Linked DNA regions of Mus musculus: regions 2, 3, 4, 5, 6 and 7 are each linked to region 1. A link is a contact called in public ChIA-PET and HiChIP or PLAC-seq data. All regions are on one chromosome and are shown on one strand. The core of a region is the stretch at or near the end of the contact, and the rest is flanking DNA. Distances in the headings are between cores, read along the strand shown. Region 1 has its middle 53 kb from the start of Gm20110. Region 2 overlaps Poc1b (POC1 centriolar protein B). Region 3 overlaps Poc1b (POC1 centriolar protein B). Region 4 has its middle 27 kb from the start of Gm34574. Region 5 overlaps Gm34574 (a long non-coding RNA gene). Region 6 has its middle 9.2 kb from the start of Gm34777. Region 7 has its middle 22 kb from the start of Gm34921.

Region 1 (3,105 bases), core at 249-2,748:
CCTCATATATGACACACATAAACTCATACAGGCACATACATACATACATACATACACATAAGAAAAAAGAAGGAAAGGAGGGAGGGAGGGAGGAGAGAGAGAGAAGAAAAAAGGAATCCCATTGACACACAAAACAATGAAACTTAACATATGAGCTGAGTTAATTATAACACAAATATCCCATAAGCCCAGTACTTAAGGGCTAAGGCTATGATCTGGTGATGGAGGGTTTGCCTTGCCTTGCCTTGCCTTGCCTTGCCTTGCCTTGCCTTGCCTTGCCTTGCCTTGCCTTGCCTTGCCTTGCCTTGCCTTGCCTTGCCTTGCCTTGCCTACGCAAGACCCTAGGTTTGATCTTCAAAAAGTCTCAGTGACTTAACATAATAAGGTTCTATTTCTTGTTGCCCCTCTTCTGTGTCTTTGAAGTCCTGACCATACAGCTCTAATACGGAGAAGGGAACACCTGAGAAAGCTTTGTAGACAGGACTGTGTATCACTCCCTTCTCATACTCAATCACACACACACACACACACACACACACACACACACACACACACACACACCAGACACAAGGCTGCATCTAACTTCAAAGAAGGCTGAGAGGAAGAAAATATAGTCTGCGCATGTGTCTCCAGCTGTGTGGAGAACAGAGAAACACCAAGCCAGTCGGGAAAGCCGTAGCCTGGGCTCACTTCCGACCTTGGTGATTTAATTTACTACACAAGCCTCGAGGTCAGAAGCTCACATCTGTGCTGCCGAGTTAGAATCTACTCTACATATGTATCCTCTTGAGCTTACATACCTTTGGGATCAATGACAAATGTCAGCTTTGATAGTAAAAGCACCAGTTCTGATACAAAATACAGAATCCTCCCGCAAACACTGAGGGATTTGATCACTGGATCGGACTAATAAGTAAAACAGGATAGGCATTAAAATGCTAAACACAGCTGTAATAACACTCAGCTCCAGGGCACTGTCATCGAGTGCTTTTGGGCAAACACAGAAACTCCAACCACCACCCCCCACCCCCGGGTTCACATAATGGAGAATAAAAGAAGAAATACAAAGAACGTATACACAAGGAATGAGACCACTGCATTTGGGGCTATGCTTGACTACCTGCCTTGAGAAGGACTAAGATGAATTCATAAGATTTGCCTGCCCTCAGTCAATAATTGTTAGAAAACTGTCAGGCCAAAGATGGATGACATCATGCAGGGCAAATGAAGATCATTTCCTCCTCCATTGATCGGCACTAGGGATTTGTTTATACCCCAGCTGCCTAGACCTTGTTGTAAGTAACCAGATACTGCAGGTTGGAGAGTGGCTTTCCATTTGCATCACTGGCTACAGAGGGAAGCCAACAGGAAACACGACTGTGATTCAGATAACATGTTTTAATTGAAATCAATACCAGCGCCAGCAAAGCTGCTTGGTACGGCAGTGCTATGCACCAATGGAATAGTTTCATGGTCGCTGCCAGTGACAACTGTTATCAAGAATGAACTAATAACTTCAACCGTGACTCACCCGTGCTTTCTAGGAGGAAGGGAAAAACTCACTGAACCGGTGAAAGTTTTCAATTAGGAAAAACAAATTTACCCTTTGAGGTTTCTATTACACTTTGGTCTTTGACTCAAGTTCAGTTTCAATTTGAGGTTCCATTAGCTGGAGCACCGTGTTCTTCTGATAACCTTCTGGACCCTTTCTGTTTCATTCACATTTCAGATTATACCGGGGTTAAAAACAAAAAAGAAAAAGGATAATTATGATAATTAGTAACTACTGAGCATTTTCTAGTTAGTGAAGCATATTTTAATCAAGGACGAGCAAAACCAGCGAAGCTTATTTGTAAAGAACCAAAATTGAAAACTCATTTCAGCTCTGTGGGCCAACCAGTGTTAATTGCTATTCCTTCATTCTGCTCTTGTTACTGAAAGGGGACACAAATAGTACATACTGAATAGATAGCTCTGTGTCTCGGTAAGCTTTGATTTATGAAAACCAAGTGCAGGTTAAATCTGGTCTGTAGGACCCTGTTGTATGTTCCATGTTTTACCACATAGCCCCGGCTAAGGAAGGTGCTACTATTCTTATTTTCCACATAAATTCATTCACTACAGGCTGTTAATATTGAGTTAAAATATATGGAATAGCAAAGTGTTCTCTATTACCAAAGAAGACCCCACCCCATGGTTCCTACTTGATCATGTTACTGCTCTGTCCAAGAACTAAATTAAAAAGGCCTATAAAAGAGCAAAAGATTAACCCAGGCCTTATCATTTATAAATGCAACCGCTTGTTTAAAGGGTTGCCCAACTCTACCCTCTTGTTGACCTAAACTTGAGTCAAATGATTCAGGATCCAAAGTATGTTAAAAAGTCAGATGACACTAAAATCAAATGCTTTTCAACTATGAAAAGTCCTGAAATAAAGTTTCTTTCTATGGCTCATGAAGCTTCTAAGTCACATGTAGGGCTAATAACTATGCCAAACGTGAAGGCTGTTTGAGAATTTGTTTTATTTCTGGCAAATAGCATGTTCATGAAATCCATGTTTGATTCCCACAAGACTAGGAAGCGTGTGTATTTCTCTAAGACACGGCACCTAACACAAGGAAGTTGTTTGTTTTTTGTTTGTTTGTTTGTTTGTTTGTTTGTTTGTTTGTTTTGGGGTTTTTTTTTAGAAATATGTGTGCCTTTCCTTATAGAATATGAGTGTAATAAATGTAACATATTACTGCTGCTTAAGCAGAGCCTCTAGTCGAATTCTCTAATAGAAAGGAAGATAAATACGAACAAGTATTTGATCTTTGTGCTATTGCTCATAATCAAATGAGAATTAAAACATGTTATAGCCATTCCAAGAAAGAAAGAGTTTAGACAGCAAAGCAAAGGTTTGAGCTCTAACCTATCAAAGCTCATTCTGGAATTCAGCAAGCAGGGACGTTAAGCGAAGGAGATCTCTGTCAATGGAACCTTGATGGGCACAGAGATCTGGGAAAGGGCAAGGAAGGCATCTACATAAATAGATGCTCCTAGATTTGATGAGAGCTTTGAGCAAGAGAGTCAGAATAATGACAGATAAAGTTGGAAAAACACATT
Region 2 (3,105 bases), core at 420-2,919, 430 kb after region 1:
ACAACAGAATCAAGAGAAATGCTGACACTCCAATCCTCTGGTACAGGACAGAGGAAAGTGGCAGTACATATGGGATTATTAGAAAATATAAGTCTAAAAATATCTAAAGAAGTTGGAGGTCTATATGATACAAGGATGGCTCAACAAGGGCAGCTATTAAAGTTGTTGGTGGGTACAGTGAGAAAGTGGGACCATTCATTTTTTATGGATCTGTGAAATTTTATATACTTAGAATTTAAAACTTAAAAGATATCCTAACTACAAAACTTTTATAATAGACAGGCTATCAGCTCATGTCTGAACAGAAGATCTATTATCAAATAATATAACTTCAGCAAATGCATTAATATAGTATATATATATATGTATGTGTATATATATATATATATATATTAATATATATGAATGTCTTTTCAAGACAGGGTTTCTCTGTGTAGCCCTGGCTGTCCTGGAACTTACTCTATAGACCAGGCTGGTCTTGAACTCAGAACTGTGTCTTTCTTCTCAGTGTTGAGATTACAGGTATATGTCACCATACTCAACAATGATTTATGTATTTGTCGGAAATGTTTTAAACAAGAAGATTCTAGAGCTCCTAAATGAATGATAACAATCAAAGGATGCTCCAGGCACAGGGGTGTCAGGCACAGGGTTGTCAGGCATAGGGGTGTCAGGCACAGGGGTGTCAGCAGGGTCTCTGGGGCCCTTAAAAACCCTGGCTGGGCAGGGACTGTGGGGCTAATAATGAACTTCTGATATACTCCACTGTGTTTCTTTCGGATTTACATAGATATTTCTAACCATCTCCCAAAGCTTCTGACATATTGTGCATATCTCCAGGTTACAAATGATTGTTCAAAAAGAGGGCATAATTTTGAGTTGAATTTTGAGAAACTTGTGTGAAATAGTTTGTCTTTAAAACCAAGGCAGTGGGGTTGGGGATTTAGTTCAGTGGTAAAGCACTTGCCTAGCAAGCAGAAGGCCCTGGGTTCTATCCTCAGCTATGGGAACAAACAAACAAACAAACAAACCTAAATACATAAATAAATAAACAAATAAATAAAATAGAACCTGGGCAGTATATCTGTGACCCTAATGAGTACAGGTCCCTAGGGAGTTGAAACATCGCCCCAAAAGGTGCATTAAGAGCAGGCAGGCCTCAGCACCTTCCACAGCTCCAACCCAGACCCCATCAGTGTTTGCACCTCTTACCTATCAAGAACCCACAGTCTAACAGTTCTGTCCCTCGAGGCAGAGGCTAATAGGTTTCCTTGTGGCGAGAACTGCAGGCTGGTTACAACATCCTTGTGGCCCACGTATCTGTAAGCTCTAGCGTGTGGCTTCAAACTCCATAGCATGAGAAAGGTGTCCCACGAAGCAGTAGCTGTCAGGAAAGAGGAGAACAGGCCGGTGTTGAGATACACGCACGCCTTATCAATAACAAGAAGACAGAGAACTTGGGGGTTGTGGGCTGGCCAGGTAATGACAGAAATATTTTATTATTTAAAAATATTTAAATTTTATTATGGGTCTTCTAAGTTGGTAGTGCCCTGCTACCCAGCAGGGTACTAGCCGCAGTGACTTAGGCAAGCTCAGGGACTGTGCCCTACAAGTAGGAGCACACTGGAGCAAAGTGCATTAGTCACCCTCCCTCAGTGTTACAGAGGGACAAATGAGGTACTTAAAAAAACTATGTGGATATGAGCTCACACAGAAGTCATATCTTAAATAGCACTACTACACCCTTAGCCCAATCCCACCTGTTAATATTTTATCTGTCTGTCTTTGGTTCTCTTTGTACATGAACACGTGTGTATGCAGAGACATTTTTTTTCTTGAACCATTTGAAGACGTGTTGTATAGATCACAGCATCCTCATTCCTAAAAGTTTCTGTGTGCTTGAGCTAAGAGTGTGGCTTCTCTCCCACAGTCACAGGATGGGTAAGCTTAGGACACTATCACCCACCGAGACACCCTACCTTTGTCAACTGAACCAGAAACGCTTTAAAGCTCGGTGAGATGACCTTAAAAATCTGTTTCTGCTCTGTAACTTTATGACACTTGATGATTAATCAAAAGAACTGAGTCAGAGGTTAGCTTAAAAATCGTTAAGTGGAGGAAATATGAATGTGATCAAGAGCGGAAATAAATTCCTTGACAAAGGTGGATTTAATTCATGCCTACAAAACAAGTTCTGTTATACACACATCCCAGAACAGGCCCAACAACGAGGCCTCGCAGGGCCAAGAGGGCATGGCAAGACAAACACACATACCTTGGTCCAAGTGTAGTATGAAACTGCACTTGGGTTTGGAAAAGAGGGTATTTCATGATCTGGGAGAGGAAAATTGTCACTGTCATGGGAGAAGAGATTTCCCTTTTCACATGAATCCATTCTGTATGCATTACAGATAAAATGTCATGGTAAGCTTTGAGAGAACCTAGAGTAGTTTTCTGACTGAGGGTGGCTAAGTTTGCATAAACAGCATATATAAACTATTCAGCATAAAGAGAATGACATTTTGTGCTGCAGTTAAATGAAAAAAAAGTTTGTTCCTTGAAAAAAAAAATCTATCACTGTAAGCAGTGTGTGGCAGCACAGGCCTTTAAATCCCAGTGCTTGGAGGAAGAAGCAGGCCATCTTCATGAGTTCGAGGACAGCCTGGCCTACATAGTTTCAGGCCTCTCAAGGCTGTATATTTCAACAGGCTTCAACCCTTGCTGTAGAAAGAAGGAAAGAAAGGAAGGAACAAAGAAAGGAAGGAAAAAAAGAGAGAGAACCCCAAAATAAAACAAAACCTCCCACTACTTTGCTGAGCATGATTGATCATGTCTGCAATCCCAGCACTCAAGAGTTGGAAGCAAAAAGAGCATACATGACTTAGAGTCTAGCCTGGGCTACAAAGAGTACATTACACGTCAGACTGAGCTACAAAGTAAGTCTCTCTCTCTCTCTCTCTCTCTCTCTCACACACACACACACACACACACACACACACTACACATACACACATACTACACACACACACACATACACACACACACCCTTATCCAAACGTTCACATTGAATGAGACACTGAGTAGGTCAGTCCCTGAGGACATGCA
Region 3 (3,105 bases), core at 183-2,682, 390 kb after region 1:
GACAGATACTGCAGAACACCCAGACAGATACTGCAGAGTACCCAGACAGATACTGCAGAGTACCCAGACAGATACTGCAGAGTACCCAGACAGATACTGCAGAGTACCCAGACAGATACTGCAGAGTACCCAGACAGATACTGCAGAGCACCCAGACAGATACTGCAGAGCACCCAGACAGATACTGCAGAGTACCCAGACAGATACTGCAGAGTACCCAGACAGATACTGCAGAGTACCCAGACAGATACTGCAGAGTACCCAGACAGATACTGCAGAGTACCCAGACAGATACTGCAGAGTACCCAGACAGATACTGCAGAGCACCCAGACAGACACCTCAGAGCCACCCAGACAGACACCTCAGAGCACCCAGACAGACACTGCAGAGCCACCCAGACAGACACTGCAGAGCCACCTAAACAGTGCTTGAAAACACACCAACCTGCCCGTTTACTGTAAGCCAACAACATATTTGGTTTTTAGAAATCATATGTGCTAAACTTACAAATCAAATGCAGCCTTATTCGCTGTAGCAAAGTTTAAAAACCTTAAAGAGAACCTGACCTTCTCCAAATGACGCCGTGAGTAAGCCTGGGGACGTAGTACAGGGAGAGGGAAGGAAGGCTGGGTGCCAGCGCCCCGTGACTTACGGGCGCTCCTGCATTATTCTTAAAACTATTTATTTATATTATCTGTGTGGACGTTTACGCTGCATGCAGAAGAAGATGGGTGCCCTGGAACGGGAGTTACAGATAGTTGTTAGTGGTCAATGTGGGTGCTGGGAATTGAACTCGGGTACTTTGGAAGAGAAACCAGTGCTCTTAACATACTCTCCAGCCTGCACGTGCATCTAAAGCTGTCAAAGTTGTACATTTTGGCTGAGGGACATTTGAATTTGCAGACACTGTGTTCTTTCAAATAAGTCCTTCCAAATCTTTGCTTACATAAGCAGTTAGGAACTGAAATAACTCTGAACTAGTTACACAATGTTGTCTAGTAACCAGGATGTACTGTTGCCACAACACCCGTGGAAATATTCTGTCTGCAAGTCTACTCTCCCTGTGTCCGCAGATGTGTCAACACAACATTGCTTTATAGGTAGTATGTACCATATGGTCCATGAAAGTGGGCAACGGCTCTCTTCCCTCAAACAGGCTGATGTAAAAAATCTTTTGCAAAAGAGAAACCAAGCGTGCTCTGCTGAGAAATGTGACTCTAAATGACATTTAGCAGGGCACTCCCCAAAGTCACAGAAAAGGCAGAGAATTTCCTTCCCCTGGTTCCAGAACCTAAGACAAGAAAACTATGATTATTTTTCTGTCCTTGGCTCTTTGTCAAAATGAGGTTGAGGCAGAAGATATTCCCAGCTGCCCTGAGATTATGCAAGGCTACACCTTACTGTCCCCTGGGAGAGGAGATAGGGAATCCCACAGCTGACATCCAATCTGTCAGGAAATCCTCTTGGCTCTGCCTTCAAAATATCTTCAGAAGCCTGCCATCTCTGACCCTCCCTTGCTCCTGCCTGTGTCAAGCCACTACTGCCTGAAGTCCATTAGTTCCTTAGTTTTCTAGGTCCTTGCCCCCAGTGCCACTGCGGCACTTACTCAGGCGGCACCTGCCATGTGACAGGTGTCTTGACCACACTCCTGCAGCCTCTCGCTATTGCCCAGAGTGCTTTTCTGCACTTTTGCAGCGTTTTTGATCCACTATCCTAAAAAGACTCTGTTTTTAACTGAGACTTCCCTGTTTCTCTGAGTGGGATGTAGAATTGAACTTTTCTGGACAGGTTTTAATTTATTGCTTCCTTTTCATTTCTTTAAAGCTGAGAATGGGGAATGACCACGGAGCAGTTCCTCAAGAAATACTTATTGCGGGAGGGACATGGACGCATATGAGAGCGAAGCCTGGCAGGATTCGGCCATATCTGCCACCTGTTGGTAAGGCAATGTAAAGGCCCCAATGTGCCACCTGTGAAGGAAAAAGGCTAAGGCAAGACAATCTCCAAGCCAGCTCAGGGAGGGAGGAACAAGGAGAGACCGTATGCGGGTGGGGGTGGGGAGACAGGATGCAAGGAGGAGGGATCAGAAGTAGATTACTGTGCATTTTATTATCATGGTGCACATTTTCAAAAAATTTTAAAGGAACATACTTGCATTCTTACCTGAAATATTCCAGTTTGAAAACACACAAACAAACTACAATAACAAATCCTACCCATCTCTGCTCAGGCTAACGGCTGATTTCTCTGGGAAAAGTCTTCTATTGCCTTCTCTAGGTGACTGATCATCTCTTTGGGAACACTGCCCCCACCAACATTTCCGTGACAATTCCCCATACAGGACATGAGGGGAACTCTCCAGCTGACATGTGTTCCGTCCACTGCTGTCTTCCTTCCCCTGCCCAGGGTGGGCGCTGTTGGGCCTTCTCACGGGAGCAACTTGCTGTGCTTCTCTGGGCGGCCTGTCTTTATTTTGGCTAATGGTTTAAAGAACTGCACATTCTGGGATTTTTTTCCCCCTATAATGTAACTTGAAAGTCTCAGTTTATTATAAATAACTAATTTGACCTGAATGCTGTCTCTAACTCTAAAGAAAGGCATAGTTATATTTGCACTATGCATTGTGCTCAGGATTGAGATAAGGAATCCAGTGTTTTAGCAATCCACAGAACGACGGTGAGAGTTCTGACTTCAGTTTCTTCATCTACTTTTAGGACAAATAATAAAATGAATACAGTAGGCTAAGTTGTGGGTGGTGGCGCACACCTTTAATCCCAGCACTTATGAGGCAGAGGCAGAGGGATTTCTGAGCTATAGGCCAGCCTGGACTACAGAGAGAGTTCCAGGGCAGCCAGGGCTATACAGAAAAGCCCTGTCTCAAAAGACAAAACAAAACCAAAACCCCCCAAACAACAACAATAACAAAAACCCCAAACCGTCAAAAAACTTTAAGACTACAATTTACCTGAAGGTAACAGGTTTCTTTGTGTGTGTGTGTGGGTGTGGTGTGGTGTGGTGGGGGTGGGGTGTATATGCCTGTAGTTGGCAGTATGTAGGTAAATGTAGAAACCAGAGGTTGAATTCAGGTGTCATTCTGGGAAGCC
Region 4 (3,105 bases), core at 283-2,782, 350 kb after region 1:
ACTGTCAACCCTGTGAGGTGGTGATCGCTCAGCCTCCTAGCACAAAAGTCACACCAAAAGTGCAGGTGTGGTCGCAAAGACAAGTAGGTCAGGTGAGTTGGAAGGTGTGGCCCGTGAAACCAAACACTTAACAAAGCTCTAAGCAAAACATGACAGCTAACACTCTAGCCTCCCACTTCTCAACAGAAGCCAGAGATTTAGCTTTCGATGTAAAAACGCTTTTTGAAGTCTTAGCACCACATTTAGAAACGAAGAGACTCTAGAGACCAAGTCATCTGTTGAGTTTGTAACTCAGGCTAAGAGCAGAGCAGCTAGGTTGGTCAAGCTTGGAATGGGGAGGGATGCAGGGAAGAGGGATGGGGAGGGATGTAGGGAAGAGGAATGGGGAGGGATGTAGGGAAGAGGATGGGAAGGGATGTAGGGAAGAGGAATGGGAAGGGGTGTAGGGAAGAGGAATGGGAAGGGATGTAGGGAAGAGGAATGGGAAGGGTTGTAGGGAAGAGGAATGGGGAGGGATGTAGGGAAGAGGAATGGGAAGGGATGCAGGGAAGAGGAATGGGAAGGGTTGTAGGGAAGAGGAATGGGGAGGGATGTAGGGAAGAGGAATGGGAAGGGTTGTAGGGAAGAGGAGTGGGAAGGGATGTAGGGAAGAGGAATGGGGAGGGATGTAGGGAAGAGGAATGGGAAGGGATGCAGGGAAGAGGAATGGGAAGGGATGTAGGGAAGAGGAATGGGGAGGGATGTAGGAAAGAGGAATGGGGAGGGATGTAGGGAAGAGGAATGGGGAGGGGTGCAGGGAAGGGGGGTTAAGAGGGTTGCTTCTTGGGGGGCTGGAGAGATGGCTCAGTGGTTAAGAGCACTGACTGCTCTTCCAGAGGTCCTGAGTTCAATTCCCAGCACCCACATGGTGGCTCACAACCATCTGCAATGGAATCTGATCCCCTCTTCTAGTGTGTGTCTGAAGACAGCAACAGAGTACTCACATACATAAACAAATCTTTAAAAAAAAAAAAAAAAAGAGGGTTGCTTCTCGGTGCCCGATGCTTCTGTTAAAGGTCAATACAGTGCAGGGGTTCACATTTCCAGCATCTTCTCTTTTAAGCTTTATTTCTTTTATATATGTGAAGAACACTGTCCCTGTCCTCAGATGCACCAGAAGAGGGTATCGGATCCCGTTACAGCCACCTTGTGGTTGCTGGGACTTGAACTCAGGACCCCTGGAAGAGTAGTCAGTGCTCTTAACCTCTGAGCCATCTCTCCAGATCCATTTCTAGTTTTTTGTGTTTTATTTTTTAAACATTGTCAGTGCCATTACTTCCCTTGCTGGGTCCACAAGACCCTCTGTGGTTAAGCTGGGCTTTGATGTGCTCTCTGAAAAGTAGCTGTCACTTAGAAACAAGAGTCAGGCCGTCCTGCTCCTTTTAAATGTATTTTTTTTTTTTTTCTGTTCACGTCTGGAGCCACATCAAATCCCGCGCCTTTTGCCTTAATCACGGTTTAAAGGTGAAAACGAAACTGGTGACAGTCTCCGGCTGGTGCTGCAGTGCGAGGAAGCCACCCAAGGAAGCCACCCGGGGAGGCTGACACTCTGGTTCCCCATCTATCTCCCCTCCTCACGGCAAAAACCAAGACTCCCTCCTCTTGCTCAATGAAAGTGGTGAATCGAGGGGGGTTTAATAACTTTGAACTCTCTGTGTGATTTCTGCCTTTGACACAGACATTATTAGAGAGTCCCGAAGAAACACATCCCCCCACCCTCCCACCCCCACCCCCGCTCGCAACACCAAGTTTCTAAATGATTCATCTCAAAGACCTTGATATTCAATCCAGGTGTAGGAATAAACAGTACAGCCCTCCGGCTCTATCCCGGGGCTTGGACAGGCTTCAGTGAAATTCTATAGCGAAGGCCCAGCCGCTTCCCTGACTGTCTCTTTGTTCTACTAACTTTTTATCTCTGAAAAGCAAAGGGATTTCCTCCAGGGATTAAGGAGAGGAAACAACCTGAGGTAGGATAGTGTTTCATTAGAACTAATTCAGGCAAAAGTATCCTGAAGCCATCTCAGCAAAAAAAGTCCTTCGTCCCAACCTTGGACTGCTCCCTGAAATCCAACATCCAGCCGGAGAAACACGCCTCGCCCAGGGAGCTCTCCCCTTCTCCTGTCTCCCCAGCCGGAGGATCCTGGGCAAACAGAATAAGGCGGAAGAGCGTCTCATCAGAAAACACGCCTTCCCGCCTCCTCCTCCCCCCCTCAGTATTTTTTAATTTCAAAACTTTTAACAGGTACTACTTTGTGGACACGAAATTATTTTTCGAAATAGTTTTAAAAGCAGTAGACGGGTTTGGTTTGAAGTAAAGAGACAGAGGGGGAGGTCTCCCCCCACCCAATCCGCCTGCCTCCTTCTCTTCCTCTCTTCCCCTCCCTTTCCTCAGCTCCTGTTCCGGATTAATCTTTTTTCGTGGCAGCTCAGATACAACCGGACGAAGAACTGGAGAGCGGGTGTGCTGGCCGAGGTTTCTGGCCTCTGTTCTCCTTTTTTATCGCAAGCCTGAAGTCTGCAGGATTAAGTGTGACAATACAGGATGAGACCCGGGGTTAAAGAGGGCTAGTGCGTTAGCTCAGCGGTAGAAGGCTCGCCTAGCAAGCGCAGGGGTCTGAGTTCCAAGAGGTGGGGGGTGGGGGTGGGGGGTGGGGGTGGCAGTGCAATGGCAGCCTGGCTCACGCATCTTCTGCCTCCCCTAAGAGTAGATGAAAAGCATACATTTTAGCCAGGACTAAAACACTAACATTTTACAGTTCAATTTGTCACCACCCACTTGGAAATCTTCAGTGATAACTGTCATGGCCGGTCTCTAAGGCCACCACATTTCAAATATTTCGGGAAGTGAAACAAGTGCTTTCTCTTCTGATCAATGACTAATCTCATTTTCAAAAAGTTAGTTACTCTGCTCTTCTTAGGCCCTCTTCCTCAGGTATGGCTACTCTAAAATTTTAGAGAGGTACTTGGTCCCGTCTAATTTGATTGAAAATACTTCGATTTACTACAACTTAAGTTTCCTTTCTCACATTTCTTGTATTGTTAAACATTAAAGGAAGAAACAAAACC
Region 5 (3,105 bases), core at 174-2,673, 330 kb after region 1:
CCTGCCAGCTCTTGAGAGTGTGTCTGATTTGCCTTGCTGGTTTAGGACTAAAGTTCCCTTGCTGCTTTTGCAAGTCCACATAAGCCTTTCTCTTGATTCTCTGAGTAAGAGGCCAAGCAATTGGAAATGCCAGACCCCAGTCACTGATAACAACCCTGGAGATAGCATGATTTTGTTTCTGTTAAAATTGTTTCTATGTGTATAATAGACATTTTTGACTGCCTCATGTAGAGAGAATACCTTGTGTATTGAGTGGCTGCATCATGTGTCAATTAAAAAGCCTATATAGCCTATGGCTTAGGCAGGAAATAGAGGGTGGGGTGTTGGGAGGAGAAAGAAAGAATTCTGGGATAAAACGAGGCACAGGGAGATTCACCACGAAGACGTAACAAGATGGACACATGGTACCTGAGCACAGGTAAATAGCCAAGTGACAGAACATAGGTTAAAATAAATAATAAAATAAATGGGTTATCTCTAGTTATGGTCTAGTCAGAGAAGATCCTAGCTATATAGCCAAGGTAAACAGCCACGTGACAGAACATAGGTTAAGATAAATGGGTTATCTCTAGTTATGGTCTAGTCAGAGAAGATCCTAGCTGTATAGCCAAGGTATCTGTAAATATATTTTAAGTCTGAGTCTTGTTTCTGGGAACATGGGGCTGGGAGGAAGAACCAGCCTAGCTTCTACAGTTTTATATATGTAGGGTACAGAGACACCCAGTGAATCAGATACAGGACCCAAACTTAGACAACTTGCCACTAATTGTGGCAATGCGGTATAGTTTGATCTTCTAGAAGGCAGTTTCAAGACCAGAGAACTAATGTACAAAAATCATTGCCACTGTGTATGATACCTCATAAGAACCCAATAGAAAAATGTTAATGACTTCAGCTAGCTCATTTCTGGTAGGACCATGGAAATGGGTTTTTCTATGATTCACAGTCACAGGAAAATAAAATCAAGAGAGCCACAAAAACTCCTCATAAATTAAAAAAAAAAAAGTCACTACACCAACACATAGCAAAGACTGTCAGATTCCCTCTAGTCCATAAGAATGGAAACTTCTGGAATCAATTTTAAGGATACAATGTCATTGCTGCTTAGATATTGCTAGGCAAAATGACTTTGCTATTCTTATAGCTTGGGTTAGATAGCCATTTCCAGGTAAGAGCTAAGCCAGGCTTGCTACATGTCTATTTCTATAAGGAAACAAAACAAAACAAAACCCAAACAGGTATATATCCATTTTGATCTGATTTGGTATAACTTTAAGAGCCACAGCAGAAGAGGGAACTCTAAAATTTTCCATAGGTAAGAGTTCTGGCATAGAATTCTTGATTTCCCTCACCGCCTTCAGCAGCCAGGACTTCAGATCTGAACAATGGTTAATGTTTAAAAAGGCACAGTGTGTTCTGTTTCATGACCTGTTCATTTCCCTTCCCTGCCAGTGCAGGCCTCAAGTAAGAGCTTGTTACAGGGCATGAAAAGACACAGGGAGTGATACTCAGGTCACAGGGAAGTTGCTTGAAGACGAGGGAGCTGTATCTCCAAGGAAACACTCCAAATGAGTTGCTGTGGGCCACCGTGGGCGTGGGTTTACTGTAGCTTATGGAAATAACCCACAGCACCCACTGAGATGTGTGTATAGATTGCAGTCAGGAAATGGAGGGAATCCTGCATTAAGCCGAAACGGTGGGATTTAAAAATGCCTAAGAGCGACTCTCTGGGTGGAATCTGGTCAGAGCACCCATCAGCTTTCCCTCTCATCAGCAGTTGGGAGAAAAATTACATACTTTGGATATCCAAACCCGAATCCAGGGTGTTCAGCCCTTCAGCTATCTACCTTTCTGTAATTAACCCTATTTGTCACCAATCCTCATACTACATGCTGTGAGGGCCAGCCAGTGCAGACCCTAACATCTCCTATAAACGAAACATTCAGTCCTTTCCCCACCAACCCTATTTGTTCTACTTTCAGTCTTTATATAACTCCCAACTCATCTTTTCCTGTGACCTCATCGACTGGTCCTTGTCACATCAGACCATCACCAGTTATCCGTCAACTCCGTGCTCACTCTGACTGTGTATTGACTTGGACCTGGCACCGGACTTGGTTCTGAGGATACATAGGTAAATTCCAGTCACGGCCCTCTTGGAGGTCATGGTTCAGGTGGAGAAGATAAAATAAAATATGTTGAGGGCAAAGGTCAAGCCTGGCATGTGGAAGCCAGTCATTCTCCAGGGTGTTAGATGGCTTCCTGGAAAGACCGATGCCAGAGCTGAGGATTCTGGGAAGAGGAAGCTTCGAGAAGGTGAAAAAAGGTGGGAATATGTAGATAGGTTGGCAACGGGTAGGGTGAATTGGAGGCCATGTCGTGCTGGCATCTTGAACTTCTGCTTGACGAGAGGGACTCTGAATATGCCAGTCTTTCCCTACAGTTGAATGAAATGAACTCTCCCATGGCCTTTGGTTGTTTGTTTGGTTGTTTGTTTGGTTTTGTTTTTCTGTCTTTTTTCTCTGTGGATCTATTCCAGTCCCCAACGAGTTTTCAAGGAATATGCTCCACCATTCCCAGCAGCACTTTGCCAGGTCACTGACCCACCTCGTGCCACACTGCCCACCATTGCCCTCAAGATTCTAGAAGCCAGTGGAAAAATGTCTCATGGTTTCAGCTGCAAGCCTCCGATCAGCCGTCAGGTGGACCCGAGAGCTCATGAGGTTCTGACTCAGCACAGACATGTGTGCCCGAGTGGAAAAACCATGCCAAGCCCACACAAAAATTCTATGAGTCCCCACAAGCTTTCGACTGCTTTTGACTTTTAGCTTTTCTATGATGATTTGCACTCTGAATTTCAAACCCCACTTGCCGATATAATATTTCTATTAATATTTCATTGGGCAATAATAGACCAAGCAAGTATAGAGTAGGAGTTCTTGTCATCCTACAGACAGGAAGTAATCTTTTTTTTTTAATTACTGTTTGAAAATTAGTACGGTGGATATATTTTATTGATATGGTTCTTTACTCCAACATTGCCAGCCATCACTGGGTGAGTCACTGTCTTGCCTGGATCCATCTGACTTTAAAGATGGGAAAATT
Region 6 (3,105 bases), core at 292-2,791, 310 kb after region 1:
TGAGTGTCTTTGTGGGATCAGTCTGAAAGATTCTTCAGCTAGAAAGTCACTACATCATAATGACGATGGGGGTGGAAATTCTACTCTTAGCAGGATTTACGATCGTGATGTACAACTTAGGAAATGTCTTCTACAGCCCTGCTTATTGATTTGTGTGCTGAGTTTATGGAGACTTAATCAGACGATGCTTATTATTTGTCATTAAACGTAGCTGGGCATGAATGTGTACATGTGGAGGCCGAGGGTAGATGTCATGTAGTTTATTCCTCTCCACCTTGTTTTTGAGACTAAGTTTCTCACTGTACTTGAAGCTCATCTATTTGGCAAGACCAGCCAGCCAGCAAGGCCCAGGGGTGCCCCTGTCTCTGCTGATACATTTCTGGGACACAGATGCACTTTGCTATTCCTGTTTTTTGTTTTTTGTTTTTAATGTGGGTGCTTGGACCCACACTGAGAAGTTCACGCATATACAGCAAGCCATCTCCTCGGTCCCTTAAGAGTGTCTTTTAAGCTGTCCATTAGTCAAATAAGTTTTAAACCACAGCACTTGGTTTCCAAGTCACGAATAATAGCTTGTGCTAAGACATATCCCAAACTCTAGAAACGCATTTTATCAAAATACCTATCACCTTAAGGAGAACAGGACAAAAACACTTCTGCATACCTGTGTGCTGTGATATTCGTCTGGAGGCCAGATGGTAATGGCAGAAATAGAGAGAAAGCAGTCAAGACACTCGTTAAATGAGTACATCCATGTAGAAGTAAAATAATTACGGCCTTTTCTCTAGCGTATATGTGAATGGCATCTGGGAATTTAAATGAAAGAAAGAAAGGGCAAAATGAAGCCTTCTGAGACAGGATCTTTCCAACTCTCCGCTGCTGTGAGCTCTCGAAATTTAGTCCAGCTATTCAAACAAAATGACTCCGGTTGCCTGCGTGCGTACATTGGGGAGCTAACTCTAGTGTGCTTTCTGGTCAGTACTTGTGCGCCAGCATGCAGAACTTTTGTCTTCCTGTTCTTTCCACATACAGACCACCACAAGCTCCCGGTGGAACAAAGTGGGATTTTCTGCTTAACCTAGACTTTCCCCTGAAAGCCCAGTCCAGCTTTTCTAGAAGCATCTGCCAGTCCCCTAGAAGGTCAGGGAGCTGGCACGTCAACACATGAGAAATACCCACACACTTACTTCATATCCTGCAGGAGAAAAAAAAAAAAGATGGCATGAGAAATTTTGTTTCCACTCATTGAAGTAGTTTATCACCTTATGTCTAGTCTAGAAGGTCTGTGGTCAAAACTTCAAGGACAGGATAATAGTCCAACCTGGGCTTGAGCCTAGGGTTAGGATACCTACAATGAATCCTGGCGGATGTGGATTTACATGTTAGTACCTGAAAGCAGATGCAGCCCCCATCCTGGAATGAATATATGCTTCCAAGGGACTTGTTTCCAGAGCGTGGCGGGAGGAACAACAGAGACAGCTCTGTGCCCACACGCTCAGCCATCTGCTGTTCCAACCACACTCCTTCCCCCTCCCCCCCCCCCCCACTTCCTGCACATGATTCATCTTTGCTTTTCTGCCTTCTTCAAAGATAACTGTGTAGGCACTGAAGGAGGGGAAAGTCATTAAGAAAAGTGGAATCTGGAGTTATGAGGATGAGGTAGGGCAGATTAAACAGTCTGGAATTTCACAAAGCAAACAGTGTGGGGTGCAGACAGGATTCTTGTCTCGCTTCGCGGGCGCATCATTTCAACAGGTCGCATCCCTTTCGAACAGGTCCCACAAGACGGGTACACAAGTTGCTAAAGAACCAAAGAGGAATAAACAACGGAAGTCGAGAGAGGGATTCTGGGTAGTCCAACTAGAACTGCCATACACTTCTATCGCCACCCTGACAGCATCTGGCTGACAGCCGCTGGTTGCTCTTATAGCAGGCTATGGGATCTTTATGGCCTTTTCCAGACAGCAGGTAAAAGAGCTACCATGAAAATCATGCTTTTAAAAGCCAGAGAAGGTGATTGTAACAATATCCCTGACACCAGGGAGCACTGAGGGCAATATGTGGTGTGGGAAGTGTGCAAGTCGGCCTGTGCCTGGGTACTTGGGGATATACGAAACTACACCAAAACTGGAGCTACGTGGGCCTCAGTTCAAATCCCTATTCTGCTTCTAGCCTCTAAAACATCAAATTGATAAATCTCTGAGGGTCTCACTAGTCTCGCGGTGAGGGGGTGTGGGGCGGGGGGAGATTGTGAGATAAAAGGACAAAAGGAGATAATGTATGTAACATACTTATGTGGTCCTGAGACTGGAAGCTAGGTAGTGAGTGGGTGAACAGGAAATGCCACTGTTTGCAGGGCTAGAAATACACGCCTCCTCTCTCTCTCTCTCTCTCTCTCTCTCTCTCTCTCTCTCTCTCTCTCTCTCTCTCTCTCTCTCATTCTCATATCTTGTCATTTCATTCAGTTTCTACTGTGTTCCACATCCTAAGGCTAACAGGGTAAATTACTTCAAGCATTAGAATTTTTTGTACAGTGGTTCTCAAGCTTCCTAATGCTGCAGCCCTTTAGTACAGCGCCTCATGTTGTGGTGACCCCCAACCATAAAGTTATTTTCCTTGATACTTCATAACTGTAATTTGCTATTGTTATGAGTCATGATGTAAATATCTGATAAGCAGGATATTTGACCCCTGTGAAAGGGTCATTAGAATTTACTCCCCCCACCAAAAGGTCACAATGCCCATGTGAGAACCCGTTGATCTAGTGCCTTCTAGGGTGATAGGGGAAAGGTAAACGTGTGGAACCTTTCATTAGGACCACACAGATCACAATGTTCTTATTAATTGAGATAGGTGAAGAAAGGAAAAGACACAGAAGCCTTGTAACCCCTCCCCAACCAGAGCCAGCAGCTCTCTCCCTTGTAGAAGGTGAAGTATGCAAGCAAGAATGGATCCTCTCACTTAGTTTGTGGTTGTTGCATATCTGTGTGTGGGCCAAGTATTGGCAGAGGGTCATCCCCAGGAGGACCACCCAATGCCTTTGAGACACTGTCTCATTGGCCAGCTAGACTAGTGCTCCCCGCCACCGCAGTGAAGGGACTGTCA
Region 7 (3,105 bases), core at 329-2,828, 260 kb after region 1:
AAAGGAATGGGAGCTAGGATAGGAAAGTATGTTGCCAGTGATCCACTCAGGTTCCAGCAGGACTCTCATGGGCACTTGTACCTTTGCGAGCCTCTTTTCCATATAAAAAAAGAAAACATATTTTCCTGTCTTGCCATAGCTACTAATTTAATACAGGTTGGATTCATGATCATACATGTTTATTGTTATGTCAAAAATAAAATAGATCTTAAAATAAAAAAATAATAAAATAAAATAAATAAAATGCCTCCAGCATGGTGGTATTGTAGATGAAGTAGAAGGTAACGATTTGTTAATAGTTTTATGTTTCGATGACATGATGGGGCACTATGGTTGTAGAAATCATTCCTGAAGGGCTTAGGCAGACCTGGTTCAAGGTCTCTGAAACTCTGAAAACTCATATCAAGAGGTTGCTCTCGGGAGATCATTAGCTAGGAGTCTAGAATAAATGAATAATTCCTGACTTGACTATGATCTCCATCTACAGACAACGATGTAATGACGATGTTTCTTGAGCCCATAAGAATGGTCTGCTGTAAGTACAATAGAGGTGGGTTTTTTCTTTTTCTTTTTTGAAGACACTGACTTAATTCAACCCAACACTGTAAACCACTCATCATCCCAGGAAGGAAATTGAAGTGATTTCTCTGGTGTCAGTTCACAAAGACATTTCTCAAGAGGAAAATACAAAACGCTTTCATCTTGACTTTTAATTCTCTCATTCTGAACTCGATTACTTTCACGTATCAGTTTGACCTTCATCCGTTTGGGAGCCTTAAAGGTGCCATTGGACTTTTGCAGGTCCTCTTGCTGTAAGAGGGACATGAGGACACTTCTATGGATCCATGCAACCAGACCATTCCCTTCCCTCCCATTGACTAACTTTCCTTGTCAATGAAGCATCCCCATTGGCAAGAAAAATTCATAAACCATGAACCACACTGCTTCATAAAATAATCTAGAACACCATTTTGTGTCTTTAACTCCAGCACTCGGGAGGCAGAGGCAAACAAATCTTCATAAGTTTGAGATCAACTTGGTCTACTGAGCAACTTTCAGGACAGCGGAGTTATATAGAGAAACCCTGTCTGGAAAAAAAAAATCAGATCATTCAAATTCCTAAAGCACATAAACACAAAAATAATTGTTAAAATGGTTGTCCTGTGTGACTTAACAAGCAGGCCATACATGTAATAGTTTAAACAAGCTGGCAAAGATGAATATGAAGTAGCTTGTGGCACCAATGTTGCTTAGTTCTTTGGATCTGGATCAAGTTGACACAGCTGTGGAACTAAGATGGCCTCATTCACATCTCCAGTCTCAGCTGGAACACAGCACAGGGTTCCCATTCTATTCTCTTTGAGGCCAAGTGAAGTGTCTTCCTCAGGTGACCTCTGGTTTCATAGCAGCCAAAGAACAAGTTCCATTGTGCAAATTCAAAAGGCTACGGTATCCTGTTTGCTAATGTCCCACTGTTAAGGAATTTTAATCTACCAACATGGCTGCTCTGGCAAGGGAAAGATCTTCTAGGTCTACATGACTCTGCTGGAATGCAGACATGCCCTGAATTACAATATGACCTGGCTGGACACACCCTTAGTACACACTTTCTATCCCTAACAATGAAGGTAAGGTTAGTTTATAGGAGGCAGCAGCCATGTTTGAAAGTGACATCTAATTGGGGGGTAGACAAAGTGATGAATCAGATAAAGATTTGACAGAATGAGTCGGAGATAGGATACGCCCAACTCACAGGAGAACGGCCCAGGAAAGAGAGGTTACTTAAGAGCAGAAGAAGAGAGGGGGTGGTGGTGGGGTGGGGTGCATATACATGGCAGTTTTACCAGGACAGTTTTACAAAGACAACAGGCAGAAAGAGAACAAGTTAGACATAGGTAAAGACAGAATGAACCAGAGAATGATCCAAAGATTAAAATATATTGCCAAAGTTAGTATAAGGCCAAGCAGAGTAATTCAGGCAGAAATTGAGGGAAGCTAGATTGAAACAACCAGCTTCGAAAACTACATTGTATGGAGGCTAGCAGCTTCCAGGCCTAGGTCTAAGCCTAGGGATAGATAGATGAGAAAAAGAAGCACTCTGGCTCAGTCCACGCTGTGTATTTGTATAGCTTAGGGATGGCTCTCGTGCCGTCCCTTCATCTAAGTAAATAAAAGCAGTATTTACATCCGCACTGGAAAAAAAATATCAACTAAATCAAAGCACAAGGGTAAGAGAGAGAGAGAGAAGAGAGAAGCCCAACATGGTCTTATGCATCTCATCATAGCTACTCAGAAAGCTGACACAGAGACATAAAAGGGTTAAAAGTTCAAGACCAGTCTAGGCAAGATACTGGGATATGGTCTCATAACAAACATCAACAAATGATAACAGGAAATAATCTCTTCTGCTGTACACAGAAACAGCAACATCACAATGACAGAAGACTTTTGTACAAGATGGAAGGGATGGCCACAGCTATCTGCAAACTACCAACAATGTCTCCACTCTGGCCACTGTGCATGGGAACTGATAAGGAGACGTGATGACAGAGTCAGTTGAGCCAGAATGGACCATTGACTATTGTGACCATGAACAAATGAACAATTACTATTCAGGCAACTAATTTCTTAAAATAATCTGCCCAAGCTAACAGAAACAGCATCTGAACCCATACAGTAGATAAATATTCCCTTCTCTTTTTTTTCAATTTCCTGTTTTAAATCCTTTTTTTAAAAGTGTTTTAAAGTAAAATAAATAATGTGATTTTTCTTCTAAATTAATTAAATCTAGCTTTGTAATTTATTGTTGTTGATTTGTTATTTTTGCAATGAGGTCTCACTGTGTAACCAACACTGACCTTGAACTCAGCATCTGTCTGCCTCAGCCTCCACAATGTTGGGACTACACACATAAAGCTACCACTCCCACCGTGCTCATATAGTTTCAACTAGACAGAAAAAGACGAACCAAGTGTTCCAACCAGAAAACCAATTATAGATTAGCAACTTGAACACAGGGTTACTTTCACCATTCCCAGCTACCCTTAGAGAAGGAAGAGGCTTTTGATAGGACAAAACCCAAAGGAGTTGAGAAGATGGCCCGGT

Evidence for each region. ChIA-PET counts read pairs in DNA pulled down with a chosen protein or histone mark. HiChIP or PLAC-seq counts read pairs in DNA pulled down with a chosen protein or histone mark.
Region 2: a FOXA1 HiChIP or PLAC-seq map of pancreatic cancer cells shows a contact between it and region 1. The contact joins two enhancer-like sites. A contact is called at or near these places in 15 of 39 promoter capture datasets (the 3T3-L1 cell line, 3T3-L1-derived adipocytes, the HPC-7 cell line and 11 more), 1 of 15 datasets of contacts at CTCF or cohesin (the NIH/3T3 cell line), 3 of 115 datasets of contacts at active chromatin or transcription factors (bone marrow-derived macrophages, embryonic stem cells and pancreatic cancer cells) and 1 of 9 other capture datasets (embryonic stem cells).
Region 3: an H3K27ac ChIA-PET map of liver shows a contact between it and region 1, with 11 times the contacts expected there. The contact joins two enhancer-like sites. A contact is called at or near these places in 2 of 484 Hi-C or Micro-C datasets (bone marrow-derived macrophages and liver), 5 of 115 datasets of contacts at active chromatin or transcription factors (the 230-238 cell line, CD8 T cells, heart atrium and 2 more) and 2 of 9 other capture datasets (adipose tissue and embryonic stem cells).
Region 4: a FOXA1 HiChIP or PLAC-seq map of pancreatic cancer cells shows a contact between it and region 1. The contact joins two enhancer-like sites. A contact is called at or near these places in 1 of 15 datasets of contacts at CTCF or cohesin (CD8 T cells), 2 of 484 Hi-C or Micro-C datasets (bone marrow-derived macrophages and liver) and 9 of 115 datasets of contacts at active chromatin or transcription factors (bone marrow-derived macrophages, craniofacial prominence, embryonic basal ganglia and 6 more).
Region 5: a contact with region 1 is called in an REV-ERBa ChIA-PET map of liver, with 4 times the contacts expected there. The contact joins two enhancer-like sites. A contact is called at or near these places in 2 of 484 Hi-C or Micro-C datasets (bone marrow-derived macrophages and liver) and 5 of 115 datasets of contacts at active chromatin or transcription factors (craniofacial prominence, embryonic stem cells, hepatocytes and 1 more).
Region 6: a FOXA1 HiChIP or PLAC-seq map of pancreatic cancer cells shows a contact between it and region 1. The contact joins two enhancer-like sites. A contact is called at or near these places in 13 of 39 promoter capture datasets (the 3T3-L1 cell line, 3T3-L1-derived adipocytes, the C10 cell line and 8 more), 2 of 15 datasets of contacts at CTCF or cohesin (CD8 T cells and the NIH/3T3 cell line), 4 of 484 Hi-C or Micro-C datasets (bladder smooth muscle, bone marrow-derived macrophages, dorsal root ganglion neurons and 1 more) and 4 of 115 datasets of contacts at active chromatin or transcription factors (embryonic stem cells, hepatocytes, liver and 1 more).
Region 7: an HNF4G HiChIP or PLAC-seq map of pancreatic cancer cells shows a contact between it and region 1. The contact joins two enhancer-like sites. A contact is called at or near these places in 1 of 39 promoter capture datasets (neural stem cells), 1 of 15 datasets of contacts at CTCF or cohesin (the NIH/3T3 cell line), 3 of 484 Hi-C or Micro-C datasets (bone marrow-derived macrophages, embryonic fibroblasts and nephron progenitors), 6 of 115 datasets of contacts at active chromatin or transcription factors (embryonic basal ganglia, embryonic hindbrain, hepatocytes and 3 more) and 1 of 9 other capture datasets (embryonic stem cells).

What each region holds. Positions count from the first base shown.
Region 1 is chr10:99,554,429-99,557,533 of GRCm38.p6, reverse strand. No RefSeq gene overlaps it. Among named protein-coding and RNA genes, the nearest start is that of Gm20110, 53 kb to the left of the region's middle. Within about 2 kb of position 1,498, at least 36 of the 459 cell types and tissues checked have an H3K27ac peak or open chromatin away from gene starts, as enhancers often do. A contact at or near this core is called in hepatocytes, liver and pancreatic cancer cells, where this site is marked.
Region 2 is chr10:99,123,110-99,126,214 of GRCm38.p6, reverse strand. Poc1b (POC1 centriolar protein B) reads right to left here. Exons shown (of 12, transcript NM_027740.7): 3 at 1,213-1,384. Among named protein-coding and RNA genes, the nearest start is that of Galnt4, 17 kb to the right of the region's middle. Within about 2 kb of position 1,669, at least 11 of the 459 cell types and tissues checked have an H3K27ac peak or open chromatin away from gene starts, as enhancers often do. A contact at or near this core is called in pancreatic cancer cells, where this site is marked.
Region 3 is chr10:99,167,863-99,170,967 of GRCm38.p6, reverse strand. All of the region lies in intron 10 of Poc1b (POC1 centriolar protein B), which reads right to left. Among named protein-coding and RNA genes, the nearest start is that of Galnt4, 61 kb to the right of the region's middle. Within about 2 kb of position 1,432, at least 79 of the 459 cell types and tissues checked have an H3K27ac peak or open chromatin away from gene starts, as enhancers often do. A contact at or near this core is called in hepatocytes and liver, where this site is marked.
Region 4 is chr10:99,203,163-99,206,267 of GRCm38.p6, reverse strand. No RefSeq gene overlaps it. Among named protein-coding and RNA genes, the nearest start is that of Gm34574, 27 kb to the left of the region's middle. Within about 2 kb of position 1,532, at least 232 of the 459 cell types and tissues checked have an H3K27ac peak or open chromatin away from gene starts, as enhancers often do. A contact at or near this core is called in liver and pancreatic cancer cells, where this site is marked.
Region 5 is chr10:99,221,314-99,224,418 of GRCm38.p6, reverse strand. It overlaps Gm34574 (a long non-coding RNA gene), which reads left to right. Exons shown (of 5, transcript XR_871997.2): 3 at 1,983-2,134. Among named protein-coding and RNA genes, the nearest start is that of Gm34574, 9.2 kb to the left of the region's middle. Within about 2 kb of position 1,423, at least 17 of the 459 cell types and tissues checked have an H3K27ac peak or open chromatin away from gene starts, as enhancers often do. A contact at or near this core is called in hepatocytes and liver, where this site is marked.
Region 6 is chr10:99,240,732-99,243,836 of GRCm38.p6, reverse strand. No RefSeq gene overlaps it. Among named protein-coding and RNA genes, the nearest start is that of Gm34777, 9.2 kb to the right of the region's middle. Within about 2 kb of position 1,541, at least 147 of the 459 cell types and tissues checked have an H3K27ac peak or open chromatin away from gene starts, as enhancers often do. A contact at or near this core is called in pancreatic cancer cells, where this site is marked.
Region 7 is chr10:99,291,759-99,294,863 of GRCm38.p6, reverse strand. No RefSeq gene overlaps it. Among named protein-coding and RNA genes, the nearest start is that of Gm34921, 22 kb to the right of the region's middle. Within about 2 kb of position 1,578, at least 8 of the 459 cell types and tissues checked have an H3K27ac peak or open chromatin away from gene starts, as enhancers often do. A contact at or near this core is called in pancreatic cancer cells, where this site is marked.